Regions from separate parts of the Mus musculus genome. Here regions 1 and 2 are each linked to region 3. A link is a contact called in public HiChIP or PLAC-seq data. All regions are on one chromosome and are shown on one strand. The core of a region is the stretch at or near the end of the contact, and the rest is flanking DNA. Distances in the headings are between cores, read along the strand shown.

The links. HiChIP or PLAC-seq counts read pairs in DNA pulled down with a chosen protein or histone mark.
Region 1: an H3K4me3 HiChIP or PLAC-seq map of forebrain shows a contact between it and region 3, with 5 times the contacts expected there. The contact joins two enhancer-like sites. A contact is called at or near these places in 1 of 15 datasets of contacts at CTCF or cohesin (pro-B cells), 22 of 484 Hi-C or Micro-C datasets (3T3-L1-derived adipocytes, the C2C12 cell line, the G1E-ER4 cell line and 15 more), 4 of 115 datasets of contacts at active chromatin or transcription factors (acute myeloid leukemia, embryonic basal ganglia, embryonic forebrain and 1 more) and 2 of 9 other capture datasets (adipose tissue and embryonic stem cells).
Region 2: a contact with region 3 is called in an H3K4me3 HiChIP or PLAC-seq map of embryonic limb bud, with 3 times the contacts expected there. The contact joins two enhancer-like sites. A contact is called at or near these places in 7 of 115 datasets of contacts at active chromatin or transcription factors (bone marrow-derived macrophages, craniofacial prominence, embryonic basal ganglia and 4 more) and 3 of 9 other capture datasets (adipose tissue, liver and pancreatic islet).

The regions. Positions count from the first base shown.
Region 1 is chr7:67,670,331-67,674,176 of GRCm38.p6, reverse strand. All of the region lies in intron 5 of Ttc23 (tetratricopeptide repeat domain 23), which reads right to left. Among named protein-coding and RNA genes, the nearest start is that of Ttc23, 25 kb to the right of the region's middle. Within about 2 kb of position 1,381, at least 55 of the 459 cell types and tissues checked have an H3K27ac peak or open chromatin away from gene starts, as enhancers often do. A contact at or near this core is called in Sertoli cells, adipose tissue, forebrain and 1 more, where this site is marked.
Region 2 is chr7:67,824,588-67,828,142 of GRCm38.p6, reverse strand. The region is part of intron 2 of Gm34350 (a long non-coding RNA gene); the gene reads right to left. Among named protein-coding and RNA genes, the nearest start is that of 4833412C05Rik, 23 kb to the right of the region's middle. Within about 2 kb of position 1,857, at least 18 of the 459 cell types and tissues checked have an H3K27ac peak or open chromatin away from gene starts, as enhancers often do. A contact at or near this core is called in embryonic limb bud, where this site is marked.
Region 3 is chr7:68,127,497-68,131,431 of GRCm38.p6, reverse strand. The region is part of intron 2 of Igf1r (insulin-like growth factor I receptor); the gene reads right to left. Among named protein-coding and RNA genes, the nearest start is that of Gm51488, 7.7 kb to the left of the region's middle. Within about 2 kb of position 2,296, at least 378 of the 459 cell types and tissues checked have an H3K27ac peak or open chromatin away from gene starts, as enhancers often do. A contact at or near this core is called in Sertoli cells, adipose tissue, embryonic limb bud and 2 more, where this site is marked.

The DNA of each region.
Region 1 (3,846 bases), core at 132-2,631, 460 kb after region 3:
GTGATCAGTGATGGGCAGCTAATGTGGCTTTTATCCTCCCCTCCCCTCCCCTCCCCTCCGCTCCCCTCCCCTCCCCTCCCCACCCCACTCATAAGAAGCTTGAACCTGGCGTTCATTTAACCCTCAGAGCTGTGCTAAGGTCCTATCCTTCATATGCTGGCTAGAGAGGAGAGTGAACTACAGGAAGCAGGGATTTTGCCCCCACTCTCCCTGTGGGGTGGTCTGAATGAACCCCTACTTGAACCCAGGGAGCTGACTCACAGCCCACAGTGTTCATCACACCATGTCACGATGCTTGGAAACACTTGGCAGGCCGTCCTCTTGATGCTCCAGGGGAAAAAAAAAAGAGCGTTTGCTCATTCCTGGGCTAGTTCAGCACAGCTGGGCGAGGCCAGGTGCTTGTGGGGCAAGCTGGGGAAGACTCCAAACATGATGTCACATGGTCACAGAGAAAGCTGGGGACAGATCACATACTGTGGAGCAGCAACAGACCATCAGTACATCACCATCGGCCATGGCACCTTGTTATCGTGCATGCATGTGTGTGTGTGCACATGCATGAACATGCACCTATGTAACTAGTCATCTCTGGATCTACGTGCAAGTTCCCAGGATAGAACACAAGAATGAGGAAGGGGGGAAGTTTTCCTGGCTTTGCTGGTGACAATTTAACAGAGACAACTCAGGAACACTTTGACACTCAGGTAGGTTAGTAAGTCGTTAGTGAATTCCGTGGTGCTATGACAGAGGAGGGGATGGGACAAGGGGACGGAGGCGTGGGGCGTGGGGGAGAATGTCCAGGCCTCCTGCAGCAGTGGAAGCCTGAGCCCGAGTCATTTCGCAGCCCTCGCTATGTGTGTCAGGCCAGCCTGGTGGGCACCATAAAAGGAGAAGCAGGAGGAGAGGACACACTAAAAGATGTCCTTTTAAGAGGGGCAGAAATTCAAAGGCTGCCTGAGACCTTTGCCTGGCCTTCCATCCCCAAGACTCACGAAGGAAAGAAAACGCCACGCCGTTCAAAACCAAAGCCTTATTTCTTTGTAAAGTGAGCCAGTTTGGATAAAATATTCCTGTTTCCACAAAAACACAAAGCAAAGAGATGTAATGAAAAGCATGCATCTTAAAACTGTGAGTTCTATATAAAATGTCAGGGGGAAGAATCAGAATGGAAGTACGTGGCAACATTGGAAATAACTCTATTATGCCCCAAAGTATTTCCACAGAGGTTAACTGGAACTTCAAATTCTTGCCGCTTATCTGACACAGATGTGGACAGTGTTCGCCCCCTGCTGTCGAAGCTTGGTATTGCGATGTGGCAAGCACTGTGAAGGCGGCGCCAGATTCTGGCACAGGATACGTGAGTGTTTTGTAGCAACAGAGCTCAACACTAAGAACTGACACATTGGTCAGGTGTCAACAGATGCAAGCAGATCTGTATGCCTCCTGCGCAGTGAGATAGAAAAGCAGCTTATTCTGAGCAGGAAAAGGTTCCGAGTGGGTTAGCCCTCCCCAACACCAAAGAATGGCTGTTCCCCTTCCATTTGTCTGGCTTCTTCAACTGAATTCTGTGTTTGTGAGAGTCAGACATGAGGTTATGTAACACACAGCTTGACAATCATCCTTTTATTTGAACAGATCACAGATTTTTAGCCTCCCTCTGAAGATATCTGGGCTGTTCTTAGCTCTTGGCTATTGAATAAGGAAGCTGGGAGCACACTCGGATGTGTGTTCTGATGAACAAACAGGCAGAGATTCCCGCCAAGCATATATTACAATGATACTGTTGGGTCAAAGGGTATGAAGATGTTCATACTTAGGAGATGATGCTAAATGGTTTTCTAAAGAATCCCATCAAATACACCCAATCAGCTACGAAGAAGGCATCTCTGTGTGCCACATCCTTGCCAACGTTTGGCACCATTGGTCTTTTGAAAGGTTTAGGCCCTTTAGTGGGACTGTGTCATACCTTACTATTTTAGCTCCCACTTCCCTGATGACTGATGAAACTGCACCTCTCAGAGTGTTCAGGCATCTGGTGTCTTTCTGCTCTTGACTGTGGATGTGACATTTTGAGTTTTTGCTTTGACTTCCACACTAACGGTCTGTGTGATGGATTGTAAGCCCTTGCTATTGGTCAGGGTAAATGTCATCACAGCAACACAAACAAAATTTGGACAGAGACAAAAAAAAAAAATGTACCGTAATTACAAGAATGGAAGAGTATGGGGGAATGTTGTTTCGGGCTCTCCCCCAGTACCTCTAGCAAAACAACCTCAAAATATACATTAAGATGGAAAAACTACTCATAGACAGAACACTGATTGTACTTGGGGGTCTAAATACATTCATCTAAACACTAATATAGCAACTTGACAAAAATTTAGAGATGTGTCTGACATGGTGGTCCATGTTTTTAACCCCACCACTCAGGAGGCAGAGGCAGGTGGATCTCTGAGTCTGAGGCCAGCCTGGTCAACAGAGTGAGTTCCAGGATAGCCAATGCTACACAGAGAAACCCTGTCTCAAAAAACAAAGAACAAAAAAGAAATAAAAGAAAAACTTAAGATGTACATGTAAATATCAGAAATTAATAATTTCAACATAATACAGACTCATTAGGTCATTAAACACACAAAATAAAGAACACAGTTTCTTCTGTGTCCCTGGGGAATATTCATAAAGGCTGAGAGTGGGACGGCTCACTAAAGAAGACACATCTATTTCACAGGCACTTGGGCAGATGTGCTTCCACCCACGATGCCACAGCTGGAACAGCTTGGAAAAAAAAAAAAATCACACACATCCGTAGATGAAACCCCCTCATTTCTATTGGCTCTGGACCAAAGTGGCGTTTCTGAGCTAAGCTATGAAACACTCAATGCAGTCAGTGACAAGGTGGTGAACACTTGAGGCAGAGGTGGAAGGTGCTGCACTGTTCAACAGCAGGTGCTGCTCCTGCAGAGGACCCCACACCAGGTGGATCACAATCACCTTAACTCCAGAGCCAGGGACTGACACCCCCTTCTGGCCTCTCTAGGTACTGCACTCATGTGCACAAACTCACACATATACACACTCTTTCTTTAATCTTAAAACATAGGAGGTAGAGGGAAGCTATGGAGACTCATTGATATTTGGGTGCTAGACAAAATCCCAAGGTATAAATCAAAAGGGAAAGAAATGAATGACTATGACTCTGGTAAAATGAAGAATTCCTAGGTTATGAAGAATACCATAGACAAAATTAAGGGCAATAGATAAAAGAAAATATAAGTGACATAATTCACATGCAGAACACATAAGAAAATCTCAATTATTAGTAGGAAAAGCACAGAGAAGTCCAAAAGAAGAATAAGATAGAACTTAACACCCTATTTGTAGAAGGAGAATCCCAAATGGCTCACAAGTATGCAGCAGTATTCAATTAATTTGATAAGGAAAGTAAATGGAATTTAAAAATAATTGGGTACTTAATTCAGGGCAGCTAATTAGAAAAGAGTTACAGTGCCAAACACTGTTGGCTGTAACAAGATAGGACCCCATCCATCCTGCGAGAGGCAGAGCTGTGTGCAGCAATGGGGAACGTGCAGTGTGCTGCTCTCCTGTAACCTAGGTGTCCCATCCCAGGGGTGGAACCTCAGAAAAACTCTCCTCTGTGTCAGCAAAGCTTCCTGGGATGGATGGCGATGATGCGGTGGAAGGGGAGGAGAGGGGAAGAGAAGGGTGAGAGGCAGTGGGGATGGACAGAGCAGGCAGGAATGACGTAAGTCAGGGGGATGATGTAAGGGTCTCTGAGGCTATGGCGGTGAGGGGTGGATGGCAGGGATATGAGTGTACTCCACATCA
Region 2 (3,555 bases), core at 608-3,107, 300 kb after region 3:
GAACTTCTGTGCTGGGTGGCGTCTTCTCTAGCCAGGTCACCACAGGCATCTCCACCACAGTGACATCTACCTCGTGTGTTCCTGGTGTATGTCACTTCAGGAACGTGAACTCACTCCCCCTCCTCCCATGTCAGCACCCCAACATCGTAAGGATCCTGAGCATCAGGTTGTTCTTCTGTGACCTGTGCTCTGTTCCCACAGAAGAAACAGCCACCTTGTCCTGCTATTTCCCCAGAGTGATGATTCGGCTTTCCTAGTCTCCCGATCCCAGATAAGCACCCTGGACTGTACCATTCCAGGTTTTGTCATCTCGGAGAACTACTTGATCTCTAATTATAAGTGAAAGAAGGAAAAAAAAAAAAAAAGCAGTGATTTCCCTGATAGCTAACCGACTGCCACATGCCACTGCAGAGACCAGATTTACCCTCTTACATCCACTGGGGGTGCAAAGGAACAGGCGATTAGGAAAGAACACACTAGAAACAACAACCCACACGTATCATTAAACAAAAATGTGACGGGCCTTGATCGCAAATGTTGTCGTCTCTCAGCGAGGGCATGCCCGTACTTTCATTAACCCTGGGGACCGGAATGGCAGCTTCTCTAACGAGGTGCCAGGGTTTAGCCAAAGCTTGCCTTAATGAAAAAGGCAGGGCCACCTACTGGGAGCTCCTTCTCTGTGACTTCATTCTTTAGGGTGCTCAAGTGCAAATCAACTTGTTTACCAGGATCAGCGTGGCCGTGTTAATGAAGTCTTATTTGTGTCATGGCAGTGACAAGTCACTTGTGTCAGGCTGAACTCTGGAGAGGAGAGAAGCTGAGAAACTTGTATTTCTGTCCTGTAGTTTCCATACAGATGTTTTTGGGCCCACGTTGGTACAGTCAATACTCGTCTTTTCTCCAAATTGTGTGTCCGTGGTGGAGAAAAGCCTTGTTACTGTGCAGAATGTGGTAAACAAAATTACACTGCGGGCCTTGAGGAGGCAAGGAAAGCAAGGAGCATTGAGGAGCAAGCACTCGGACGGGCGTACCCTCACGGCCAGCATGTGGTTTTCATGAAAGGAGAGCATGAATACGCAGACCCTAATTACTGCTTTGAGTTGACAAAGTATAGTGAATCTATACAGAAATGCGGCAGAACAGCTCTGGCTGTGTCTCGAAGCAGCTTTCGAAGTAAATATAGAAAATTCCGCATGCATGGGTTTTACATAAGATCGTTTTGAAGGAAGCCAGAGAGTTCATTAATAGCCTATTGAGTAGGCCTGATGGAGAGCCAACTATATTTGGTTTTGATGTTTTATAGTAAGACTTGATGAACTGCAATCTATAACCCAGGTCCAGCCTATCACTTACTTGTAAATAACGTTTTTGTTTTGTTTTGTTTTGTTTTTTATTGGACAACAAGAGCAAAAAGAGCCGTATTCATTGTCTGTGGCTACATCAAGCTATAATGGCAAAGCCTGGTAGGTCTAAGCAAGACCTGAAATATTTACTTTGTGTCCTTTCAGAAAATAAAAATCGCTAGCCTGTGGCATATTGGAAACAGCTGTGTCAGAGAAGGTTCATGGACTGTTGTTGAGCCGCTGGCTAGACGGAGTGGGGGGGAAAGTCACGTGCCTAGATCACAGATTCAAAGAACAGAAATGGAGCAATGACTGGAGAAACTGGAACTTGAGGTTAGGAAGTGAATTCTGCTGTGAGCAGGTCAAGGAGAGGGCTGTGTGGGCTGGGTGTCCACTCTTTAGTGAGTGGAATATGAGGCTAATCGGAAAAGCTCACAGGTTTCTGTAGGGGCGTTAAACACTTTGTCGACTCGTGGGATCTGACTCACAAACACATCATGCCAGCATCAGAGTTACATTAGAGCCAGTCGTAGCTTTGGAAGCTGAGGTGGGAAAGAGGGGTGTTATCTTTCTCTGGCTACTGGTGGGGTATGGTAAGCAAGCCCTGCATTCTCCAGCCCATGAGACTCAACATGAAGTCATTGCCTGCATTTGTACTGTGACTGTGACTCCGGATAAAACTACGGAGAGGTTTTCTCATGCCAAGTGGACATATTGCACAATAGGGTTCATTATGTTAAGTCAGTGCCTACCTGTGTCTGGATTCAGTAGCTAGCGCCAGTGCTGTGGTAAAGTGGCTGACTGTGCATTTTCCTGACAAGGGGGGATCTGTGAATCTGAAAGATGGCGGCATAAGAAGCTCTAAGCAGACCCGGAATAGTGTGAGTGTCAAGACGGTGAGGAGTCATTATCTCAGCTCAGTGTCCCTGGGCCTTCTTAGTCATGCATTGACTCTTAGTTCAAAGACCCAGTAAAACTTTTATTACTGCTTTCTCTTTCCCTGTGTCTTGATGAGCCTGGCCTTAACCAAGGGAGGCTCCTGCTTAGTGACAATAGTGACAGCAGCCAACCCAGACTGCAGACATTGTCCTCAACAGCTTTCCACAGGCTGGCTCCTGGGGTGCACACAGAAGTTGGATGGGATTAGTACTCCCATTTTATAGATGACGAAACCGAGGGTAAGCAGCTTGCTAGGGCATGGGTAAGCCCACCAGTCTGGCTCCAGAGTCTTTAAAAGCTTTTGAAAACAGACCTCAGGCACATAGAATTGGATTAATTACAATTCTCATGCATGACACACTTTCTCATGCATGGGCTGTCTTTTACTTGGATAATTAAAGAGTCACCGATCATTACATACAACACTGACATGCACACGTGCAGATGCGTGCGCACACACAAACACAACTCATGCACACATATGCACACACCTTGGTTTGGCTCCCTTGGAAGCAGGCCAGAAGTTAACAGGACAGTGGGAAACGAGACAGAAAGAGGGTGCCCGTCCAAAGTGCATTCTTAGGCAGCAGCTACAGGGTAAGCGGAGCTTAGCCCTGGGGCAAAGTGAGAAACTGGCTTCAGAAGGGTCTTGCATTCCTGGAGTAAGGGGGATGGGTGGCTAGCCACCTGTCAGTACTCACTGACAGGTTCTCCAGGGCAGATGTATGGATCTTGATAGAAGCCAAAGACCTGGGATCCATGAAAAACCAGGGTCCAAAGCAGTATTTCATGATCATATATAATACATTTATGTTATGAGCATATACATATACACACATAGTACACATACACATATTCTTTATATCTATCATATGCCTATTACTGCAACTCCTGCGGAGGTTTAAAAACATTTTGTGCTAATTGTCTTATATATCTCTACTAGCACAACTATACTGTATCAGCTTCCATACTGTGTCCACTTGGAGAGCCACCAGCCACCTGATATCTGTGTGCACCAGTCCCACACACCTACAACCCTTTCTCTCCTCTCTCCAGCTCTGTCCATTAGGGTAACTCTTTGGTACTAGAGCTAGTGTTCCATAAAAACAGAGGAGCCCTCAGTTTTATTCTGAGGAGTCCTGGGGAATGGGGAGAGTGAGTGTGTGAGATAGAGCCAACTCAAGCCAAGGAAAATCCCCAAGAGTCCATCATCGCAGACCAGAAACATTGACTTTCATTCCCTTCAGGAGAACCCTGTGCAACCCTTTGGTTG
Region 3 (3,935 bases), core at 1,047-3,546:
ATGCTCAACTGAGGACGTGCCACTTGGCACGCTGGCACTCTCCTACAGGAAAACATACTTTGGCTATTCAGACGTGACTTCCTGGCACTCGGAAGCTGTTGGCATGGAAAAATTAACAGGCTGACTTGGCCAGGGAGGAACGGTTAACACAAATCACCAGGAAAAGATGAGCCCTGAGCAAGCGGGAGGTTTGAGGGAAGGGTCACGGAAAAAAGAAGGGGTAAGACACATTTGTCAGGAGTCCCAGGCTGGTACCAAGCCCACTGCATGACAAAGGTCATTGAGCCCTCACAGCCATACACAGACATCACGGCTTTCCTTTCAGGCAGTGGACAAGGAGGCTAACGGAGGTGAACTTACTTGGCCTGGATGAGGCAGCTAATAAGGGACAGGAGCTGGTACACACATCATCACAACATTCTTCATTACGGTCTCTTTCTGCCTTCAACCCCTTGCCCAGTTTGTAACTTCATAAGGTGGGGTAATGATGCCAGGAACTTTGTAGCCCTGAGGCAGAACTCTGCCCCAGCTGTGGCCTTCGTAACCTCCCCTTACTACAAGCGACACAGCCACCTCCACTCAAATCCTGACGACAGCTCAGTATATAACGGTAGCGTGTTACATACTAACTTGGTCATTTTGGGGAAAGCTGCTTGTGTGTGTAAAGGGGGGGGGGTGGTTTGGGGCTTGGGATCAAACAAATGAGTAAGTAGGAAAAAAGACCAACCATCCACTGAGATCCTAACCAGGCTTTCATAACTTAAGACTGGAGTCTTCCACAAACTCACACAGGTAGCCATAGAAGCTACTCCTGGAAATCCAATCCTGGCCAGAACATGCTAGGGCCACCCACATTCCTACCTGCAGCAACCTTCCTTTCTCCCTCAGCATCAACCCTAAGATCCTCCAGGGCTCTGTAGCTCAGTAACTTTGCAGGGTGTTAAGTCTAGAGGAGCCCAGAGGTCCGTGGCCTCCCATGTGGGGGTTACAATTCCTACAACCTTAAATCCTGTAAAGCGTGCCCACAAGGTCCTTCAGCTTCTCGCCAGAACTTCCAAACCTTGCCTTTACACTTAACAAAGCTTCCTACTAAATATCTACACCAAATTTCCGTACATTAGTTTTTCTTTCTGCTTGTGAAAGGGGTGGTGGTGGTGGTGAAACTAGTCAAGATCGGATATCCTCTGCAATACCAGCTTCTAGAAAAGAGCGTTTTTGAATGGGATGCCACGTGCTGTGTTTTGCCATATTGCCTGCGCTTCCTGCTTGGAGCCAGAGTAACAGAAACCTTGGGCACTGGGAACTGTTCCGTGCCACGCAAATTCCACTCCGTATCTTCCAGGCAACCCTGTCGCAAATAATTCATGTCCACTACGCCCCTACCACACAGAATACAACTACATTGTGCTGCTAGAAATGGGAAACCTGATTCAGATCAGAGAAGGTAGAAAAACATTTAGTTCAACACAATACTGCCTTTATGAAAAGGGGCGTGCGCCGGGTGGTGGTGTAAATCCCAAACCTGTAAGTGGGGATAGATTTCAAGACGAATTTTGGAAGAAAATGCAGAATCAAAATAGCATCCAGCTTGACTCAGACCAGTAATAATAATAACAACAACAAAAACCCAGCCAGTCCTTCTAGAGCTACGCCTGTTTAGGCTGCGCGGTGCTCTTAATGGCCAGCCAGCCTGTTCTCCTGGGAAATGGTGCTGCTGCTACAGCGTGACTTGCTTTGCGTGCTGCAATAAAAGGAAAACAAGCTTGCACGACCCAATAGCTTCCTTCAGTTTGTGCCTAGCAGCGGGGAGAAAATTAAAAAAAAAAAAAAAAAAAGCCTGAAAAGGGGTCCTGAGGCAAGGTGAATGGAGGACAGGATCCTAGAGAACAGCACTGCCCTGCAGGATTTTTGTAAACAGCAGCCTGTAATGGCCACGGTTAGAGAAAGAAAAACAGACATGGAGGGAAGCGTGTTTACAACTGCAGCAAGGGCGGGAGGCGGAGGGAGGGATTCCCCGGCTCTGCGCTCGGCCCTCTTCACTCCGGTGGGGCCCCGGGGTTGGGCTGAGCTTCAGCTCCCCACCCCAATCCGTGCTTTCTTGGGGGGCCCCCCATCTTGTTTATGGGAAGGTTACTCCTCCTCGGCTCTGGTGATCGCGTCCCTAATACTCCAGCTGCATCCTTGCGGGATGCCAGCTTGACTGACAAGTCCTGCAGCCAATCGCTGGTTGGGCCCTTAGGAAAGGTGGAATTTCCCAACAAACTGATTGGCTGAGAGAGAGGGCGGGCCCTGGTGATTGGCGTGTTATTCCGAGTAGAAAGTAGTAAACAACCTTGGTCCAGGGGCGGTGGGGAGGGCGCCCGGTGCCAGCTCCCTCTGGCTGGCAGGGCGGGGTGGGGAAGCACCCGAGACAAAAGGAATCCTGGCTGCCACAGCGGGGAGGGCAGGAAGGGGGTGGCCCCAAAAGTCAGCACCTGGAGGCGTCGTTTGGAGCCCCCCCCCCCCCCCCCCCGAGCCAGAACTGCTGACTTTAAGCCACACATCGTTTTTTTGTTTTGTGCAGAACCTCAAAGGTTTTGTTTCCATCATTTTCACTTCTTGTATGGCTGACGAAGTCTCCAATGGAATGATAACCGATTTAGTCGCTTTTGTCCAGAAGCCCCTTCCTCACCGTCGAATAAAAATTTAAAATTGTCTTTTACGAAAGTTGCTTTAAATCACACACTAAAATTGTTGCACTATACAATACGCCATTAATGGCATGCTGGTGCACCAGACACACAGCTACATCTTTTGATAGCAAGTTTTAGGAGCTCTGAGCCTATTGGGAGCAGCTGGGATGGAGAACATACACAAAAAGAAACAACACATGACGGCGTTGGGACCACTTGATAAGAAATAAGCGGTTAACTTGCCTTGCCCATAGTATTTCTGGCAGTCTCACTTGAATCTCCCATTCCCTCACTCCAGCTTCACCATCCTTACAGGACCCCAGGCGGAGGAAACCATCTGCTCTTAGGATGGGGGGCTCTGCTCACCCCGCACATAAACATGCTCACAAGTCGCTATCCTGAGCAAGCCTCCTCAATGTAAAAGGGGACCAGGAGGCCAGCCAAGCCGGCTCTCTCCACTTCAATGCTTGTTGAATATACAGAGACCACGTTGTCACTTTTCACAATCAAGATATATCGGTATCACGATATATCGATAACGGGTACTTTATAGGAGATAACAGTGCAAACTGGCCACCTGGCATTCTCCTTTGCCATTCTAGTCCCTCACCTCTGCTATCTCCTATGGAGCCTGCCACAAGCAACCCCAGTAAATGTTCACCCCAAGTCACCTTTGCTGTATAAAACATGGATTTAGGCTTTCCTTGGTCCTTGCAGCCTGGCATCAGACCCCAAACCAGTAGCTACTTTCATTGTAGGCACCCTCCCTCTGGACACTTTGTTCTGTTCCCAGGTCCCTGCCCAGACCACACACATCATTTTACTCAACGTTGGTTTTTATGCTTTCTAGACTTTACCTCTGCCTGCCCAGGAGAGGCCACTGTTCTCCACCGTTCTCCCTGGCCCAGCTACCCCACTTCTTGCAGAAGACTGAAATTTGTTTTCTTAGCACTAAGTCTCTGATAGGGCTTTAATGCTGTATTTAGACTCCACTCCTACGTTAAGACCCTGAACTTCCTGAGGCCTGGAATGGTATTATCTTCAGATTTGGGTCTTCAGTGGAGATGGGCTTCTACTAAAGTGCCCGCTGCAAACTTGCCAAATATTTCTAGGATTCTTCCCTAGCATCCTGAGTATGCCTACCCCTGAAAATCTTTCCTTACACACGTGCAATTAATGTGTTTTCTCTGCTGGGTCAACAACTCTGTTTTCTCTACTTGGCAAATTTCCACTCTGCCTAAAATCACTTCCTCTCTTGGCATA